Regions from separate parts of the Mus musculus genome. Here all the other regions are linked to region 1. Evidence: chromatin contacts called from public Hi-C and promoter capture Hi-C data. All regions are on one chromosome and are shown on one strand. Each heading gives the region's core, a stretch centred on a gene start, on an enhancer-like site or on the middle of the called end of the contact. The rest is flanking DNA. Distances are from core to core; before and after follow the strand shown.

Region 1 (2,700 bases), core at 14-2,513:
CACTCTCTCCAAGCTGCCCCCCTTCCTAGACAGGGTTCCTGTCTGTCCTGGAACTAACAGTTGGCCTCAAACTCAGACATCGGCCTGCCTCTGCCTCCCAAGTGCTGAAATAAAAGGTGTATGCCACCACCTGAATTCTTGGAGTTAATCGCCCTGAAGAATGTCATGGTGTCACCATCCAGAGGGAGAGTGCAGAGACCAGAAGGAACTACAGCACCTCTTACCACCCACCCCGTCGTCACCCTGACAGACTCTGGCTAATTACTCCACCACCTTCTCCGCAATGGTAGATTGGCTTACACCAAACTAGCTACTACTTCTTCAAGGACCCACCCAGGCTTCCACCTCGAAGGGCAGGAGCAGGCTCCACGCTTGGCCTGGAAAGGCCACGGTAGGTTGCAAGTACTGAGCGATCACCTTTCCAGGAGCGAGCCTCAAACCTGGGTATGAAACAAGGGATGCCTGGAAGGTGGGAGGTTCTGTCCTGGGAGAGGAGGCCTGGGGATACCAGCCTAGTCAAAGTCACTCTCAAGAAACTTGCAGGATCCCTGGCATGCACCTGGACAAAACCACCTTGAACCGGAAAAGATGCAGGACACCCAAGCAGGGTCCTCAGGATAGATATGTCCAAAGCTACGAGGAAGAAGCAGGAGGCCAGGGGACAACCAGGTGGGGACCGGGGGATGCAACTGGTCAAAGCCACACTGAAGCCTTAGCACAAGGCCTGTAACAGGCAAGGAGGTGCAGGTACGACCTTCCCAGACCCTCCAGCTCCGCCGTCGGATTCGCAGCTCCTCTGGGCGCAGCAGCGAGGCCCGGGGCGGCGCTCGAGGCCGCGCCGCGCGCCCCCGCGTCCTGGCCACGCGCTCGGCGGCCGTCCCCAGCGCGGAGCTCAGCTTCCGAGCCCCACCGGGTCCGACCAAGCCTGCGTCCCTCGGGCGACCCCGCCGCCGCCCTAGGTTCTTGGACCTGCCCGCCACGCTGCTCGCACCCCGCCGGGTCTCAATTTCCCCTCTAGCCAGCTTCGCGCGCACAGCTCCACGGCCCTCCCGCCCAGGTCTCACCGGCAGGCGCGGCACGATCTCTACCGAGCAGCAGTGGCAGAAGTACCGTCCGGGCTGCGGCGACGCCTCGGCCATGGCCACCGCCGCCTCCGCGCCGCCCGCCCCCCGCGCGGCGCCTGCCGCCGGCCGTTTGCTGCTCCCTCGCCGGCCGACGCGCCCGCGCACGCTCACGCATGGCACGCACGGCACGCACGGCAGGCGTGGGGCTCGCGGAGAAACGCGGGCAACGCGCTGCGGGGGGCTGACTCGTGGAGAACGGTGGCCGCACTAGGACAAAATAAGTATTTCCGGAAGCCAGAGACCTGGGTCCAGTGTGTGGGGCGGAGCCTGGGGGCGAAGCGGCGGAGCCTAGTCTCCTTAGTAACCGGGACGGAGGTGAGGGTCAAGACTGCAGAGCATCTTGGGGGCGTGGCCTATCTGGTGTGGGCGGAGTCTAGAGGGCTTGGCACTTGGGGGTGGAAGGGCGGAGTCACGCTTGAAGAGTGCGGAAGTCCAGGGACAGCGCGAAGGCGGGTCGCCTTGGCGATGACTTTAGGAGGTGAAGTCAGACATGGAAGCAGAAGAAGTCAGAGATGGGGGGCCAGCGAGCGGCGGGGCTACGTGGGGGAGAAGACTTTTTGGCAACCTGCGTGGGACAGGGCCTCGGGGAAGCCTCCGCGACCAAAGGGCGGGGCCTTCGTGGGGGCCCGGGATGTCTCTTTGGCAACCTGGGGTAGGTTATAACCTGTAGGCAACTGGAAAGCTTTAGGGTCCGCAGGCTGAGCCTGCGCAGGGCGGGGCCGGGTTTCCATGGTGACGAGACAGCGACGGGACCAATCCTGGAATCCGCCTAGGAATTTGGCGTGAGCCTGGAGGCGGAGCTCCAAGCTTGCGGGGGCCGTCTCCTTGGCAACGAGGATGGGCAAGCCTGAAGGCGGGTGACTATCTCCAGAGCGGGGATGTAGTCGACAGGGCTGAGTTTCTCCGGCATACGGGATTGGATGTAGAGGCCTCGGAAAGCCAAGTACAGTCGCGAAGTTGGAGTCCTTGAGGGGCGGGACTTGGTTGCCTTGCCAATGGCTTAAGTTGTTAGGGCTATCCCTAAAAAAAAAAAAAAAAAAAAAGTGAGGGACGGGGCCTAAGAGACTCCTCCTCTTCTTCGAACCATCAAGCCCTCATTTCCCAGCTTCCTTCCCCTCATTTAGCCTTCCAGACAAGCTTGCCTGTGGATATTTGCTTGCACTGCACTGCCTGTGCCTCCAAGTGCTTGGTCCCCCAAACTCCGGAGTCTCGGCTGCAATGTTGCCTTTTCACGCGGTCTCTACAGCCCTCCTACATACACTTATGTACACCTGATAATCTGTAAAAACAGTGCCGGGCAGAAGGGAGTATCATGTCTGGACGATACACATCAGGTGTTCCACAAACACCCGAGATAAGGATGAAGAAGGGATGCATTCTCTGGTAGAAGGAGGATCCTCTAGCCCGCAGGCACCCCGTGTGACTCTTCAGGAGTGAATGAAGCCTGCGTCGTCTTCTAGGCTAGGCCCAGAATGTTTCTGAGGTTAGTTCCTGTATTTATTTACTTATTCGTTCAACATTCATCTAGCGTCTATGAAATGCACACAAACACTCCAGCACCATAAGGCAGGGGGGA
Region 2 (2,700 bases), core at 42-2,541, 1.8 Mb after region 1:
TGTCCTTGAACTAAAAGATCCACCTGCCTCAGCCTCCCAAGTGTGGATTAAAGCTGGGCAACGATCTTTAATCCCAATATAGTGTTAACACATGGAACTAAAGAGCCACTTGCTAGGAGAGGCTCAGCCCTGACCACACCAGGTGAACACCTAGTGTTAATAATCACCACTTGATTGACATTGGGAAAATGTGGGCCCGGTCTGGTCTATGGGGGTTTTCACCTGCGCTGTCAGGGGTCACAGGTGCAGGCACTGAGGGGCTCAGGCTGGGGTGCAGGCCTTTCATCTTAGCTAGGTAGGCAGGATTGCATGAGCTCCCGGTGCGGGGTGGGGGTGGGGGGGGCAGAGAGAACTAGTCTCCAAAACCCCAAACACAGTAGGAAGAGAGGAAGCTAACTGTGCCCCTCACCACCATTTCTCTCTCACCAAAATTCCACCAAAGGTGTCACTGCTCTGTCTGTGGGAAGTCATCTAGAAGATTCTTGAGGTCACAAATCTGATTAAGTCCTATAAGAACAGGTATAGGTTTTTAGAAGGCAGAAAAGCCGACTCCCACCCCCATCCCCGTAGCCTCTTCATCATCTGGACCCAGCTGGGGAGGAAGCCCCTTCCCCATCCCCATGTCTTCTGCGCTCCCTTTCCCCAAGACCCGGCTTTACTACTACTACTAAGGTTTCAGACACACACCCCCAGCTAAGGGCCTCATTAGTATCTCTTCAGATACCAAGAATAGAGAACCAGGCACCTCCAACTCCCTAGCGGGATCAGCCAGAAATGTGGCTAGTCGTGGACCGTTTGCCAGGCAGGCCGGGCACACGCCTTTAATCCCAGCATTTAGGAGGCAGAAGCAGGCAGATTTCTGAGTTCGAGGCCAGCCTGGTCTACAAAGTGAGTTCCAGGACAGCCAGGAACCAATAAGCCAAAAAACCAAAACAAACCAAAACAAAAAAAGTTTTCCAGGCGTACTAGTTAAGCCTGCATGTGGTGCAAATATATACGCTCAGGCACACACTTAAAACATTTTTCAAAAAAGAATAAAGGAGACAAGAGAAACGACACTTGGTTCACTCCCAAATCACTCAACCTAGGTAAACTCCCCGCTGAAGTCGGTTTTGTGAGGGTCCACACCCCTCCCTCGGGCTCCCTCTTCTCCCGACCCGCCCGCAGGAAGCGGGCTGCCCTCACGCACCACCTCTGAGGTTAGGGAGGCCCCAGGGATCCCAGAGGAAGCCTCTGAGGTCAGCCAGGGTCAGGCCAGGAGGAAGCCCCTCCTGCTGGGCCCCGGGCCATTTGACCCCTCTCACCCCGCCCCTCCAGCCTAGGCCACGCCCTACTAGGCCACACCCACACACCACGCCCCCTGCACCCACCGAGGGAAGCGTGTATCAGGGCCCAGGCCACGGTGCACGTGGGCCCCGGACTCAGCGAACCGCCCCTGCAGGCCCTGACCAATCAGAAGGCGGCGAGCCCACGTGGGCTGCGAGCCAGAATGCTCATTGCTCAGTTTGTGGCCGTGCTGTCAATCACGGAGTTCCTGCTTCGGCTTAACCCTCGCGTTCCAGGTGTGGCGATTCGGGAGCTGGGAGAATTTCAGAGTGTTTGGTGAAAAGTCTGATTATTTGGGGCATTCGAGACGGATCAGCAGGTGAAGGTGATTGCGGCCTAGACGTTTGATCCGAACTCGATCCCTGGGATCCACAGGGTGGACCACGAACTCACAACTCACTCTTGCACGTACACACACACACACACCCCACACACACTTTTCTTTTAAATCTTACTGAAACAGGAGAATCAGGATTCATCCTGGCTGGCCCGCATGTGCCCTGGGCCCTACCCCCAGCACCACTTGAAGACACCTTCATTATCCCAGCACTGGGGAGGTAAAAGTAGGAGGGTTAGGAGTTCGAGGTCGTCCTGAGTTAGATAGCAAATTCCAGGTTAGCTTGGAGTACAGGAGACTGTCTCAAATGAGAGAGAAAGGAAAGACATCGGGCACAAAGCCACACAAGCCCAGACCCCCATATTCAAGGACAGGAAGTGAAGCAGAACCCTGAGCTCCCTGCAAGGCTCAGCCCCCATCCCTGGCCCTGGATGGAGGATCCTGGAGTAAGCTGAGGATGGCCTGGGTTAGAGTGGACTCTCTGGACCTCCCTAGCCTCACTCCTACGTCCACTCCAGCCACAGATGGGGGATGTGAAATTAAACCACAGTCACCACTTTGGACTCGGAGGCAGGGGCAGTGACGGTGAGTTTGGGGCCAGCCTGGTTTCCATAGTACAAGCAGGTGTAAAACAGAAAGGGCTGTGAGAGGGCTTAGTGGGTAAAGCCCATTGCTGCTCAGCTTGAGTTTGATCCCTGCGACCCACACAGTAGAAGGTGAGAATGTGTTCTAATTCCCAAGAAGTGTCCTCTTGCACCCACATACCACACATGAACAAGTGATTGCAACTCAATTAGGCCTCTGTCACAGCAACTTTTCCTTCATTGAAAAGTATTTAAGGGACTGGAGAGATGGCTCAGCAGTTAAGAGCACTGGCTGATCTTCTAGAGGATCCAGGCTCAATTCCCAGCAACCACACGGTGGCTCACAACCATCTATAATGCGATCTGAAGCCCTCTTCTGACTTATAGAGCACTCACATATATTAAATAAATAAATCTCTTTTTTTTGTTTTTTGTTTTTTCGAGACAGGGTTT
Region 3 (2,700 bases), core at 74-2,573, 1.9 Mb after region 1:
CTCCACAACATTGAGTCATTCTGACCCTAGAAAACCCAGTGGCTGGCCGAGCTGCATGAATACATTTCCCAGCATGCCTTGCAGCTACTACATTATGTGGGCATGCTCTGATCCTTGGGCAAGTGGAGTTTTTGCTGGGCCTTTCAGAGACATAGGAAAACTGAAAGGTCCTTCTGCCACCTCACCTTAGTCCCTAGAGGTGTATCAGCAAGAGCCCTGCCTCAGTTTCCCCTCATTGTTCACCGACCTGAAGTCGGGGATGCCAGAGGCGGTGCTGATGCCGGCGCCCGTGTGGAAAACCACGCTGGAGGACTGCCACATTAGCCGGGCCAGCTCCCACACCTTGCGTTCCAGCTCCTCTGGTGGGTCGAAGATCTGTAGGGTCAGAGGGCAGGAGGAGGCAACACGTGACCTCCCAAGTGGCAGGCCTCCTGTGGGTCAATGCTCTGTCTGCCCCTTCTCAACATCCCTCAGTTCCAGCCACACTCTTAACACATCGCTGTGTCCTACCCCAGGGCCTTTGCACATGCCGAGCCCTCTTCCCAGAGTGCTGTTCCTGCAGGCAGCCACTCCTTTGTCCTGGTCTGGTTGTGGCCCACGTGACCTCCCCACTGACGTCATCCCCCATCCTGGACTTTAGATAACCCACCTCTCTCCCCTAAATCAAGATGCAGCTCTACTTGTCTAGGGGCTCCGTTAACATGAGGCAGGCAGGGCATGGTGTCGCAGGCCTTTAACACCAGTACTCGGGAGGCAGAGGCAGGAAGATTCCTGTGAGTTCGGGGCCAGCCTGGGCTACAAAGAGAGAACCCTCCACCCTACTACACCCCTTCAGAAACAACAAAGACTGACAGCCCCACACTCAGGATCCATCTGGCCCAGATTCAGGGAGGAGTACAGAGTGGGGTACAGGGATGCCCCCAGGAAAGGGTGCCAGCTTCCGGCCCTGCAGATCTTCCCACAGCTCCAGGTTTTCCCTGACAATTAAGACGTCCACTCCCTGACCTGACGATTTGGTCTCGTTCCCATTAGCCCCTCACTCCTTCCCTGACCCAGGTTCCTCCGTGTCACCCAGCCTGAGCAGTGGGTGTCACTTCCCGCCCCCTCCTTCCAGGGAAGTCCCTCCCATTGTCTAGACTCTATGTTTCATGCTGTTCCCACAATGCCCCGCTTCGCCCGGCCGCTCCCCGTCTGGGGTCATTCGGTGACTCGAACACTGCAGCTCTCACCTCGGGCAGCCCGCACTTGCCCTTATCCGCGTAAGGCGACAACCCTGCTGCATAATTCACCGACATCGTCGCCGGCGCTGCCGCACGGGAACAATAAAGTTTCCCTTGTTGAGGCCGCTTCCGCCGGAAGTGGTGAAGGGACGGTCGGGAAAGAGTAGCCGCCTTCCCTAGATACGTGCCTGAGGGTGGGGTGGGTACGTGGAGGTGAAAAACAGCATTCTTTCCAGAGCGCATGCGCCCTCCTGATGCAGCAAGCTTAGTCTTCAGTGCTGGCCGAGACTACCTCTCTGACTTAGTGGATTCCCCAGTCCTGGGATCCGCGACCAGAGCCAGAAAAGTGATGAGGCCACTCACAGGAGTCGAGGCAGGGGGATTGCGAGTCCCAGACCAACTCCCTGTTTCAAAAGAGACAACATCAGCAAAACCCAGAAATGAAACCAAACAAAGCAAAACAAAAATCCACAGTTCTCAGTGTGTAGAGCCCTGCCCGGAGTGCTTATAGCACTGGCAGGAGGGGACAGAAAGTTCGAAGCCACGCTAGGCTACATGATACCCTAACCTTTGTGACTGTCATCCAGGGTCTGCCTGACTCTGGCTACAGGAGAGAATGAATGGAAAACTGGGGTTCTTGGGCAGAGGAAAGACCTCTGGGCCCCCTGCCAACATTTCCTGGGTTAGTTTCTGGAGTGCACCTCCCGGAATATCACAGAGCATAGGGTTAGGTCCACAGAACTGGGCGAGTTCCACGTGTTACCCAGAGGTGCCCAGAGATGCAAGGAGAGAGGTGAAGAGCCCTGCTTCCGTGGCCATCTAGAGATGGGAGGCACTATCTGACCATTCTGCCTGTTGGTAATCAACAGACACAGGAGCCATGTGATGGGTCAATGGCAGCATATAACAACCGAAGCCTCCTGATCCCCGTGGAGACCCCAAGAAAGGCTTCGAGGAGGCAGGAGCACACAAGGAGGTGGGAGAGGCCGTCCTTGGGGCTGCCCATCTGAGCAAGCTGGCTAACAGCAGCTTGTCTCCTCCCTTGGCTCATCCGTCCCCCGCTCCCCCACCCCAACCTGATCGGGTGTCACCTCTACTCTGCTGCTGGTGGCTCGCAGCTGGAGCGGGTAACCAGAGAGGCTGCTTGGACGCTGGGTTCCGGTCTGGAGTCGCCTGAGGTAGGGGGATGTGGGTGAGGGAGGCCAGGGAAGTCTGGGTGCTGGTGAGGGGTGCTACCTGCAACAGTATGAACACACGCATCTGCACACTTGTGACAGGTGCACACATCCCACGCGGGAGCCAAGGCCCAGGCCCAGTGCGCAGCGTCACCTGTGCTGTGTCACCTCTTCAGAAGGCAAACCCTTAAATCCACAGGCCTTCCCTGCCACCTTGCCGTGGCGATTTCCTTCAGACTGGTAGCATGTGGACAACTCTTTTGGGTGTTTTGTCACCCACCCTTGGTGGTAGGTGTGGGGTGAAA
Region 4 (2,700 bases), core at 51-2,550, 1.7 Mb after region 1:
CCCACCCAAGATTCTGTGCATGTGAGACCCAGACATGGAAATGCATGGTCTAGGAACTGCCCTCCAGATCGCGGAATGCTCTGGAACAACTGTGGGAGCTCAGAAGCTATGCTTCACAGCTTAGTGGTGTCCACGGTTCCCCCGCCATCAGTGACACCCCACAGTGGCAGTTTAGCAGGTGGCCCTTCCGAAGATACCAGGCCACAAGGATCTGCAAGCAAATGCTTACGACATTGGGACACCTGGCCACCTACTCCTTGGCCTAGGGTAAGGTCCCCCACCCCAGGGTGCTCTACATGCCAGGGCACTGTTCTGGGGCCACTGTTCTGGGTCCTGCAAGGTGCTGGGCAGCCACCTGGCCTCGACCCCTTAGAGCTCCCCGAGCTGGGGCAGCAACATGACCCCTGCCATGGCAACACAGTTTTAAAGAGAAATTAATGCAATTCTGGGTATAGGGGCCACATAGGCTTGGGTGCACACACCAGGCTGCCACACCCGCTCAAAAATGGGGGCCCGGCCTTGGCATTCAGGCAAAGACAGTATCAAGGCTGAGAGGCAAACCAAAGAGCAGGGTGCGGGAAGCTCTGAGAGGCCCCAAACCTAGGCATGGGGACAGAGATCCTGGGGAACCCTGGCGAGGAGTGGGGAGCAGAGCAAAGGGGTGAAAGTATGGTACTGTGGGAACCAAGGCCCCAGGAAACCCCAGGACACCAGGCCCGGGGGCTGACGCCGGCCTGAGAGTGGTCTGAGGCAACCGCTGACAGAGAGGGATCAGGGTGACATGGGATCGAGGAGAGATAGGAATCAGGGTGGCGATGATGGGATGGGGTGACAGGAGTCAGTGAAACAGCAGGGGAACTGAGGGAACAGAGCTGCCAGGAACAGTAAGTCAATGGGGAGACCGGGATAGCAGTCGGAGTTCCTCTGCCTGACAGTGGGAGGATCGCAGTGACTGGGGGACTAGTGTGGCAGTAAGGGGGACGGCGGCGTCAAGAGAAGAGGTCAGGGGTCGCGCACCGTATGGCTGGCCCTGCAGGTCGTACTGCTGCATGCGGTACACGGTGAACTCGTGCGCGGCGTCGGCGGCGGGCAGCGGCGGCGCCACGAGCAGCAACACGGCGGGCAAGAAGACGATAAAGCCGAGTGGCAGGCACGACGCCTTCAGCACGTTCTCGAGCACCTCGCCCGCTTCCTCCAACATCCCGGCGGGCGGCAGGCCGCAAAGGCGGCAGCGACGGAGGGCGACGGGAAGCGGCCGAGGCTCGGCGGACTCAGCTCGGCATGGGCGGCTGCTGAGGTCCTTCGGGGAGAGCCACGAACAGCCCGCGCCTGCCCTAGGGTCCTTCGGGCAGCACTGCGGACGGCCCTGTCTGCCGCGCCGCCTTCTGGGAAATGTAGTCTTTCTTGTGAGCGAGCCTCGTTTTAAACGGCTCCGCGCGCTGTGGAACCCTGGGAGTTGTAGGCACACTTAGACTCGCACTAGGGCCTCTCGGAAGCTGTGACAGTCCTTATGCGCGGAGCCCCCTGGAAGTTGTAGTCCCACTGTGCCGCTCCTAGAAGCTATGGTGGACAATCTACTGCTACTGAACTCATCCAAGCCGCAAAACACAGATGACTTACAAAGCTATTAAAAACCATTCCCAGTAAATCTTGTTTAAGCCCCATGTTTGGAGTCGTTAATGAAAGGACAATCCAAAACCTAAAGTGCAGGACGTGACCGTTCGACCCGGAAAGATGTAGGAAAGGAAAGAGAAAGTGCCCGCCTGGTGCCTTGTTTCTCTGGGAATTGTAGTCCTATCGGGCAAGCACAAAGGAATATGGGAACTAGAGTCGTTCTTTTAGTCTTTGAAAGGAGAGGGGATTAGAATGCGAGAAAATAAAATAAAATAAAATAAAAGAGAAAGAGAGAGAGGTGAGGCCTTTGTCTTGAAGGTGCTAGCTCTCTGATCACAAGACACTCTGACTACAGGTGTTCTACAGGATTTAAGTGAATGAGTGAAAAGCTGGTTAAAAAAATAATATTCGGGGCAGGTGGTAAGGTAGGAAGGCAAGAATTGGCGCGGACTTTAATGGCAGTGGGGAGATCAAGATAGCTAAAATGAGACTAGTGTGACGATGGGAGGTCTTTAGTATCCCTGTTCATACTTGGGACATATTTAACCTAACATTTTTGGTTTGCCCTATTGCAACTTCAATGGATTTGACTAGTCCCTGTGTCTTGGGGTAAGTTAAGATGTGAATTAAAATTATATGTCACTCACACCTCTAGAAATACAATAAATAAGAAATAAAAGACCAGACACTGCCACCCACCCACTGGCAGCCACAGGTGGGAATTTGATATGCAAACTGGCATGAACTGACTTTGAGTAAGATTCGCGACTGGTGAGTGCTGGCTTTCGAAGCCTGTGGAGAACTTGGGGATGGTGCCTTCTCTGAAGACCATTTGCCTTAGGTAAGAAAACAGATTCTAAGACTCAAACTTGTGGTCCTTTCCCCCGGGTGAGTGATAACTGCCAACTGTATACCGAGGCCACAGACAATCAGAACTGAAAGTGTAGAAAAGAAAACAGATGATGTGTGTCCAACAGCGTGAACTTCTGCCATCTATAACTGTGACAATCCCTACCATCCTAGAGTCACTGCCAGCGCGCCTCGGTTACAATACACTGAGAAACGGAATGTGGAGGTTTCGTTCAT
Region 5 (2,700 bases), core at 97-2,596, 1.8 Mb before region 1:
GGTCCACTACCATGGGTGATTCTTCCACAGGTCCCCGGCCCAGTCTCAGTGACAGCACTGGGATGTACAAGCTGAAACAGCCCTGAAAAAGGGTATGCTGACTGCCAGCCTAGACCAGGCCCAGGGGACCCAACAGAGATTTGAGATTTCCAGCATTATGGGAGTCAGAGTGACATTTTTTCCTGCCTTCCTGGACTTGCAATCATGCTTGTAAGATGTATCTATCCTGTGTTGTTCCTACCGATCTCTTAGGTAAGGGCTGGGCAGTCAGGAACCCCGCTTAGGAGCATGTGTGTCTGTATTTCCTGAAATGTTTGGAAGGAAATGGCGAAGCTCAACTGCAGTGCTCAGGGAAGCCAAGCCCCTTGAAGCTCCACGTGTCTTCCTCAGCCCCCAACTGGGTAGTATTTCTTTTCAGCCGGACCCAACTAGAGCCACAGACTTCGCACATCAGCAGTCAGCCTGGAACCAGGCCACCAAGAGAGGGGCTGAGAAGAGGGCAGATCCTCCCAAGCCCAGACTTTTCCCTAGCCTTACCAGGCCGAGAAGAGGCTGTGCACCCTCAACTATTAGCCCTGTGGTGCTTGCCCTGTTACACCGGTAAAAAAATACCCCCGCTCCACGCCCTCTGTTCTCCACTTAAGTCTCCATCCAAGGGACAGGAAGCAGCCCAGGCAAAGGCGTGTGGGCAAGCCTGCCTCAGTCTCACCCCATCCCAGTACAGAGAAGGTAGGAATCACAGGCTGCACGGGGGAGGGTACAGGGTCCCTGATCCTTTCAAATTCCGGCCTGTGAAACTTGGCCGGCTGTGCTTCTCTTAGAGGTCCTGACACGTGTGGCCTAGAAAGGAATAGCCCGGTGCCCTAAGTCTGCGTGCTGCGCGGACACACCCCCAAACCGGGCGGACCTAGGCAGCGCGAGGGCGGGGCGTGCCAAGGCCCGTGGCCTGCAGCACGTACGCCAGCTACCCGGGGCGGAGCTTGGGGACAGGGACCTGAAGCCACGGTGCTCCACAGGAGATTGGCTGGCCAAGTACACCCCAGATCCCTAGGCGAGGGGCAGTGGACAAGCCCGAAGGGTTCCGAGGACAGGCAGAAACCCCAGATCCATCCCTAAACACGCCCCCGCGTCCCATCACCTTGCGCATCACCGCCGCTGGTCAGCACTCCAATGGCCTTGCCAGCCCCCGACATCCGCAGTTTCTCCAGGTCCACGGTAGCCATGGCGGCAGCGGAGACCAGGAGCCCAAGCTCCTCTCCCGCCGCTCTGCGTTCCGCGCCGCTGTCGCCTGTCCCCGCCCCGTGCGCCTGCCTGTGTACCCGGTTTGTCCCGCCCCGCCCCGGCTCCGCCCCCAGTATAACGTTTGACTGACAGGCTCGGGGACCTGGTCGCCCCTCTAGTGGCTGCTGGAGAAGGTAGCTGCGCTAAGAAAGGCGGAGCGCACGCCAGTCTACAAATGTCTGCGCAGCGGTTCCGGAACCCTGGTTCCCCAGGCCCGCCACCGAACTCCCCAGGTACCCAGCAGCTAGGATCAACGTCCTCACCAAATGAAGTTCACAACCTGAGCCTGACTGAAGTTTCTGGGCAAGTGGAGTTCATGCTACAGCAAGCTGATTTTACATCTGTCCAGGCGCTGTTAAAGGAAACCTGTAGCCAAGTCTCACGGGCATTTTAAATCCCACTTGGCCAGCATCCGGGGATGCAGGTGTGGCTTGGGTGAGAATTCCTAAGCCGCTCCTTGAGTTGATTTAGGCTTGCAACAGTCTCCTTCGAGCCGAAGTTAAAAAAAAAAAGGAAAAGGAAAAAAGCCAAACAAACAAAAAAAGGAGAAAGAAAGAAAGAAAGAAAGAAAGAAAGAAAGAAAGAAAGAAAGAAAGAAAGAAGGAAAGAGAGAGAGAAAGAAAGAAAGAAAGAAAGAAAGAGAGAAAGAAAAAGAGAAAGAAAGAAAGGGAGAAAGGGAGAAAGAGAGCAAAAGAAAACATAGGAAAGCTGCAGTTGTATCTGAGACGATAGCCACGATTCGTCCCATCGCGACTGCTGAATGTAGTTGGGGATTTGGAAAGAGAAACACTTAGCGTAGCATTTTTACTTCAGGGTGATTTGCTAAACCTGCCGCTTCTCTCAACTCTCACAGCTCCTGGTTCAGGCGAGTGGCCTTTGCCTGAGCACAAAGTGGGGAACCAGCCCCTCAGGATTGGTTAGAGGGATTCGAAGCTGGTGGAGCAATGGTCAGATCCAGGACTCTCAAGGAAAGCTACCCACAGTCCAGAGCGCTGGATCTGGGCTGCCATGGTAGGGCTGTCCTGCAGAGATGAGGGTACCCCATCTGACCCTGACAGTTTGTTGATTTTTGCCTGGTTTTGCTAAATTCTTTAAGAGCTATTTTTATTGTCTGGCAGTGGTGACACACGCTTTTAATCCCAGCATTCAGGAAGCAGAGACAGGCAGATCTTTGAAGGTCAGTTTGGTCGATAGAGCAAATTTCAGGACAGCCAAGGCTATACAAAGAAACCAAGAACAGGGATAAAAGGAATAAAGGAAAGAAGGAAGGGGCGGTCCGTTTAACTCAAATTCTAAGAACATAACAGGGCTTTTGTTGGTGGGGAGTGGGGAGGTGTTTTGGCTGGAGATATGGCTCAGAGGTTAAGAGCACTGGCTGCTTTTCCAGAAGTCCTGAGTTCTAGTCCTGACAACCACATG
Region 6 (2,700 bases), core at 138-2,637, 1.6 Mb after region 1:
TTCCTGGTAGCATTCTGAAAAATAGTGTATTTTTGTCTTAATTTTATTTTTACTTTAAAAATTGTTATTACCATAAATTAAATTTACATAATTATGTAATAACGGACTTCATGGAGGCTGGAGACATGCTTGGTGGTTGAGTGTACTGACTGCTCTTCCGGAGGACCCAGGTTCAGTTCTCAGCACCCACATGGTGACTCACAACTCTGACTCCAGTTCCAGAGGATCTGTCGCCCTAACATAGACACACATCCAGGCAAAACACCAATGTACATAAATCATTAAAAAAGTAATGAGGAAGCCAGGCGTGGTGGCACAGGCCTTTAATCCCAGCACTCGAGAGGCAGAGGCAGGCGGATTTCTGAGTTTGAGGCCAGCCTGGTCTACAAAGTGAGTTGCAGGACAGCCAGGGCTATACAGAGAAACCCTGTCTCAAAAAAAAAAAAAAAAAAAAAAGTAATGAGGAGGCTGGAGAGATCAGTGGTTAAGAGTACCGACTGCTCTTCCAGAGGTTCTGAGTTCAATTCCCAGCAACCACATGGTGACTCACAACCGGTGTACTTATATATTATAAGTACATCTTTAAAAATAAATAAATAAATCTTTAAACCAAAAAAGTAATGAACTTCATGACATTTACACACACACACATATATACATTTGTTTTGTTTTTTCGAGACAGGGTTTCTCTGTATAGTCCTGGCTGTCCTGGAGCTCACTTTGTAGACCAGGCTGGCCTTGAACTCAAAAATCCGCCTGCCTCTGCCTCCCGAGTGCTGGGATTAAAGGTGTGCGCCACCACGCCCGGCTTTTTTTTTTTTTTTCTCCCCGAGACAGGGTTTCTCTGTGTAGCCCTGGCTGTCCTGGAACTCACTCTGTAGACCAGGCTGGCCTCGAACTCAGAAATCCACCTGCCTCTGCCTCCTGAGTGCTGGGATTAAAGGCGTGCGCCACCAACGCCCGGCATATTTAAAAATTTAAACTTCGACTTTATGGTCATGTCACTGCCGTATATCCTGTTGATCCCCAGAATCGAACTCATTCTCAAATTGACTGCAAGTGCCCTCACTGCTGAGATTGCTCGTAACGCCTATTTTATCTCCCATTTCTTTTCCTCTGTTTTGGTCCCAGAGACCATTGGCCGCGCCCTGTAGAACATAGCCACGCCCACTATACACTGCGCATGCGCTATGCACGGCCGGCCCGGTTGTGCTGTGAATGGGATCAAACCATTTTCTTTTCTCTATGGGAGAGACGGTCGGAAACTCTTCTTCCGGAGGAAGACCGGAAGTTGCTTCTCCGGCTCTTAGGACAGTCCTGGGGCGTCGCTGCCGCATCGTTCCGGGTGTGGTCACCCCTAGTCGCGACGATGGTTCCGCCCAGCATGGTCACGTGGCCATCAAGATGGCGGCGTCCAGAGGACGTCGCGCGAGATGCGTCCGCGGACCTGTTCTTGGAGCTGTCGCAGCGACTCTCTCCATCTGTCCCGAGTATACGGAGCTTATTGACGAGTCCCTGTAGACGAAAACACGGTGAGCAGTGCCAGAAGTGCCCCCCCTTCGGGGGACTTCCGCTTTGAGGTACTCGCTGCTCCCGGGAGCGCTGGGATTTCCCTTGAGGGGGTCCTACGGGGAATTGGACCCTTTTCCTTCAGTATTTGACGTCACACAGGATATCATGTAGCCCAGGCTAGCCTCCAACCCACTGTGTGGCTACGAATGGCCTCCTCCTACCCCGTGCTTAGCTGACAGGTTGGCCGCCTATGCGGGGCTCACGTGCAGGCCGGCCCGCGCTTGACCTCTCAGCTTAAGTATTTGGAAACAGGATCTCCTGGGACCGGTTATCTTCCTGCTTCAGCCTCTGCCCAGCCTGGAGCCTTTTTGAATTAAGCGGGAGGCCCCATACCTCGAATGGGCACTCTTGGACCCACGAGATCCTTGGTCTCCCCTGTTGTTGCTCGGGGTAAATCGGGATGTGGGTCTCACTGCCACACAGCTGCTGCCAGCTCCCGTAGACCTGCTTCATGTGTGTTGATGAATTCCATTTTCAAGGTGTGACTGTAGGCTGATGGGCATCACTGGTGAGGCAGCCATACCTGCCTCATTAAACTCGGGGACGCTGGGTGACATCAGAGCCCAGAAGGCCTTCCAGCTTGCCACAGCCTGCTAGTCCAGTTTGTTATGTATGCATCTGCTGTATGTCTAATGGCTGACAGGGGCCGGTCCTCTTATACTGGACGATGTCTGTTTCCGTGTTAATTCATCCGTGAAAGAAAACACCTGTGTGGGAGTGTTGTCCTGCATCTATGGGGCCATGCAGAGGGTACAAGTTGTGCAAAGGCAGGAGCAGGGAGAAGTCCGGAGGGAGGAGGGGACGGATAAAGTGTATCCCACAGGGCTACATGAGAACCTCCAGTAAGGTGGTGTGGGAGGCAGGGGTGAGATCCATTTTGCAACTGACAGTTTCTAGATCCCTCATCTAAGCTATCCTGAAAAAGTCTGGCCAGGTGGTGGTGGCGCATGCCTTTAATCCCAGCACTTGGATGGATGTGGAGAAAGTTCTGTGGCCTGGAGCTCAGGGGTCCTCCTGCCTCAGCATCCCGGGGCTGGAATGGCAGATATGCAGGTGTGTGCCCTAGCTTGAGATTTCCCCTTCTCCTTTTTCTACCGTAGGTTTCTACTGCCTAGAATCCGGCCTTGC
Region 7 (2,700 bases), core at 196-2,695, 1.8 Mb after region 1:
TAGAACCTGGTTGTCCTGAAACTTGCTCTGTAGATATCTTAGTTAAGATTTTACTGCTGTAAACAGACACCATGACCAAGGCAATTGGGGCTGGCTTACAGAGTCAGAGGGTCAGTCCATAATCATCGAGACAGGTGCATGAAGGCCTCCAGGCAGGCATGGTACAGGAGGAGCAGAGAGTTCTGTGTCTTCTTCTGAAGGCCCCTAGAAGAAGTCTGACTAAGGCACTTGGCAGAGCTTCAAAGCCCACTCCCAGAGTGGCATACTTCCTCCAACAAGACTACACCTACTCCAACAAGGCCACACCTCCAAATAGTGCTACTCCCTGGGCCAAGCATGGTCAAACCACCACAGTAGACCAAGCTGTCCTGAAACTCAGAGAGATCTGCCTGCCTCTGCATTTCAAGTGCTGGGATTGAAGGTGTGGGTCCCCTCCTTCCTCTTCTGAGGTCTAGTCCTGCCAGAGTTGGAAACAAAGGATGATTCCTGGGGGGAAGGGGGTTTCCATGGTGACAGGTGGCTTCTCAGCTCTGGGGGACACCCTTAAACTTGATGGGATGTAGGAGGTGGCCTGATGGCACACAGAGGCCTGTTGTCCCAGCTACTACAGGGACTGAGAATTCCAAGCTCAAGCTTTGCAGGGGCAACTTAGCAAGGCCTTGCCTCCAAAAGTAAAAGGGGGCTGGGGGCGTGGTCAAGAGTGGAGTCTCTAATCCCTAGTGAGGGGCTGGGGGCGTGGTCATGGGTGACTTCTGCCTAGAATCCCTCGGTGAAGGGCTGGGGGTGTGGTCAGAGGTAGAGCTGCTGCCTAGAATCTCCCAGTGAAGGTCTGGGGGCGGGGTCAGTGGTGAAGCCCCTGCAGAAGATTTTCTAGTGTTCCGGTTCAAGATACACAAGAGTTCTATGCACTAAGTTTAAAGAGTCTGGTCCTTTAGGAGCCCAATCTGGATAGAGGAGGCCACCCAGTTGGCTGGTGGTGGCACTAGCATGCAAGTCTGTAGTGGGCTCTGAGCCTGACCAAGCTGCCCTGGGCTCTGTCCTGGATCTCTCCAGAGTGGGGCAGCATTGGTTGACAAGCATAGCCTGGGTCTGCTCTTCCTGGGACAGGTGTGTATCTCTCTCTCTTTCGATCTTGGGGATGTTTATCCTTCATAAGGGCATAGTGTCGCTGTCCCAGAGAAGCCACTTGCAGCCCCCACGGCTCCAGAGGCGCGCGCACAGAGATTTTTTTTTTTTTTTTGCCTAATTTCTCTCCCCCCGGTTTTTTTTTTTTTTTTGAGTGGGGGTGGGGCGGGAACACTAGGATCGAACCCAAGCCTCAGTTTCCCCAGCGGGTCTTGGAACCGAAGAAGCAGAGCAGGCGGGGGCGGCGGTGCCACCTTAAGGCGGGTCCCGCCCGCGGCTCCCAGCCGAGCCCCGCGGAGGGAGGCGGCTCCGCAGCCACTGAGGCCACCAGCGCCGACCCCGGGCGGCGGCCACAGACCTGCGGCGCTGACTGCAGCTGCCCCTGGGTTGTACAACCCCGGACGCGCTGGCTGGAGGGGGGGCGCAGCGCGGGGTCCTGGTCCCCTGCCCCGACAGGCTCTCCCTGGCTGCTCTTTCTTTGCGTAAAAATCCCTCCCCCAGCTCCGGCTTCTCTCCTAGCTTTTCCAGGCTCAGTCTCCTTGCACCCCAGCTCTAGCTTAGCACCCCAAATTCTACTGCCTGCTCCTCCCCGCACCCAATTCTCTCCCCAGCGCCACCTCTGCACCTCAGCGTCCCTTTGCCACATCCTCAAGCCTCCAAGAAGCTGGGGGGGTCCATTCTCTCACCCATCCATCAGCAGGATGTACCCTCAGGGAAGGCACCCGGTGAGTACGGAGACTCCCATCTCTGGCTGCAGGAGGTGGGGACCAGGGAGGGGACTCCTGCCTGCTGTTGCCCTGGAACTCACCCTAGTGTCCTTTCCCACTCTCCCCCTCAGACCCCGCTGCAGTCTGGCCAGCCTTTCAAGTTCTCAGTACTGGAAATCTGTGACCGGATCAAAGAGGAATTCCAGTTTCTTCAAGCTCAGTACCACAGGTGAGGGAGCCCTAGTTCTGGGCCCTGGGAAGCCCCATGGGGGTGAGCGGGGACTCTTGGAGGGGCGTGGTTTCTAGGGCAAGGGGCGGGGCTCATTGGGCCTACTGGAGGGCTTTCTGGTGGAGGTGGTGCCCAGAAGAGTGTGAGATGAATGGATTCAGGGAAAGCCTTCCCTGAGAATGTTTTGGTCCCAGGAGTAGATCTGGGCTCGAGAGGACTGGGAACAGTTTCTAAAGGAATGGGGAGCCAGCAGCTTCTGCCTGTCACTGTGGAAACTGACCCATGTGGGGTGTGGCAAGTCAACCCCCATTTTTGTCTATTCTTCCTGCCCAGCCTCAAGCTAGAATGTGAGAAGCTGGCCAGCGAGAAGACAGAAATGCAAAGGCATTATGTGATGGTAAGGAGTACCTGCCCATTCTGCCCACTTCCGTGTTCTCCCTAAAAAGGGCAGGCTGGGATACCAGGCACTGTTCTGTGGGTCTCCCCCCCCCTCCAATTTGGGGGACTACCTGATTGTCCTATCTCTCTGAGCCCATCCGTGATCCATCTTGTGGGTTCCCTGTCTGGGTCTCCATGGGGCTCAGGGTGTTTGTGTCTTGCCCTGATACTCGTACCACCCCCTCGAGGCTGCACCCCATC

Evidence for each region. Promoter capture Hi-C pulls out the DNA fragments that hold promoters and counts their contacts. A called contact is a pair of places that touch in the nucleus more often than the background predicts.
Region 2: a contact with region 1 is called in a promoter capture Hi-C map of liver, with 4 times the contacts expected there. The contact joins the promoter of Tle6 here to the promoter of Rnf126 in region 1. A contact is called at or near these places in 4 of 39 promoter capture datasets (cranial neural crest, hippocampal neurons and liver), 1 of 484 Hi-C or Micro-C datasets (uterus) and 3 of 115 datasets of contacts at active chromatin or transcription factors (astrocytes, kidney and pancreatic cancer cells).
Region 3: a promoter capture Hi-C map of liver shows a contact between it and region 1, with 7 times the contacts expected there. The contact joins the promoter of Sirt6 here to the promoter of Rnf126 in region 1. A contact is called at or near these places in 3 of 39 promoter capture datasets (the 3T3-L1 cell line, hippocampal neurons and liver) and 1 of 115 datasets of contacts at active chromatin or transcription factors (astrocytes).
Region 4: a Hi-C map of muscle stem cells shows a contact between it and region 1, with 4 times the contacts expected there. The contact joins the promoter of Ncln here to the promoter of Rnf126 in region 1. A contact is called at or near these places in 2 of 39 promoter capture datasets (hippocampal neurons and liver), 1 of 484 Hi-C or Micro-C datasets (muscle stem cells) and 1 of 115 datasets of contacts at active chromatin or transcription factors (astrocytes).
Region 5: a promoter capture Hi-C map of hippocampal neurons shows a contact between it and region 1, with 8 times the contacts expected there. The contact joins the promoter of Pfkl here to the promoter of Rnf126 in region 1. A contact is called at or near these places in 4 of 39 promoter capture datasets (cranial neural crest, embryonic stem cells, hippocampal neurons and 1 more) and 1 of 115 datasets of contacts at active chromatin or transcription factors (embryonic stem cells).
Region 6: a contact with region 1 is called in a promoter capture Hi-C map of hippocampal neurons, with 6 times the contacts expected there. The contact joins the promoter of Dohh here to the promoter of Rnf126 in region 1. A contact is called at or near these places in 3 of 39 promoter capture datasets (hippocampal neurons, liver and pre-B cells), 2 of 484 Hi-C or Micro-C datasets (B cells and CD4 T cells), 2 of 115 datasets of contacts at active chromatin or transcription factors (astrocytes and embryonic stem cells) and 2 of 9 other capture datasets (adipose tissue and liver).
Region 7: a contact with region 1 is called in a promoter capture Hi-C map of liver, with 9 times the contacts expected there. The contact joins the promoter of Tle2 here to the promoter of Rnf126 in region 1. A contact is called at or near these places in 4 of 39 promoter capture datasets (hippocampal neurons, liver and pre-B cells), 1 of 484 Hi-C or Micro-C datasets (cerebral cortex) and 1 of 9 other capture datasets (pancreatic islet).

The regions. Positions count from the first base shown.
Region 1 is chr10:79,765,689-79,768,388 of GRCm38.p6, forward strand. Rnf126 (ring finger protein 126) reads right to left here and starts at 1,264. Exons shown (of 9, transcript NM_144528.3): 1 at 1,065-1,264. The coding sequence starts at 1,139.
Region 2 is chr10:81,599,609-81,602,308 of GRCm38.p6, forward strand. Tle6 (transducin-like enhancer of split 6) reads right to left here and starts at 1,292. Exons shown (of 14, transcript NM_053254.2): 1 at 1,190-1,292; 2 at 427-507. The coding sequence starts at 471.
Region 3 is chr10:81,626,243-81,628,942 of GRCm38.p6, forward strand. It overlaps Sirt6 (sirtuin 6), which reads right to left and starts at 1,324. Exons shown (of 8, transcript NM_181586.4): 1 at 1,230-1,324; 2 at 248-375. The coding sequence starts at 1,295. It also overlaps a transcript of Ankrd24 not described here.
Region 4 is chr10:81,495,063-81,497,762 of GRCm38.p6, forward strand. It overlaps Ncln (nicalin), which reads right to left and starts at 1,301. Exons shown (of 14, transcript NM_134009.3): 1 at 1,018-1,301. The coding sequence starts at 1,201. S1pr4 (sphingosine-1-phosphate receptor 4) reads right to left here. Exons shown (of 1, transcript NM_010102.2): 1 at 2,683-2,700.
Region 5 is chr10:78,008,461-78,011,160 of GRCm38.p6, forward strand. Pfkl (phosphofructokinase, liver, B-type) reads right to left here and starts at 1,347. Exons shown (of 22, transcript NM_008826.5): 1 at 1,139-1,347. The coding sequence starts at 1,223.
Region 6 is chr10:81,383,047-81,385,746 of GRCm38.p6, forward strand. Dohh (deoxyhypusine hydroxylase/monooxygenase) reads left to right here and starts at 1,388. Exons shown (of 5, transcript NM_133964.3): 1 at 1,388-1,532; 2 at 2,673-2,700. It overlaps Gm48551 (predicted gene, 48551), which reads left to right and starts at 1,388. Exons shown (of 6, transcript NR_168929.1): 1 at 1,388-1,532; 2 at 2,673-2,700.
Region 7 is chr10:81,573,842-81,576,541 of GRCm38.p6, forward strand. Tle2 (transducin-like enhancer of split 2) reads left to right here and starts at 1,446. Exons shown (of 21, transcript NM_019725.2): 1 at 1,446-1,850; 2 at 1,964-2,061; 3 at 2,395-2,458; 4 at 2,688-2,700. The coding sequence starts at 1,827.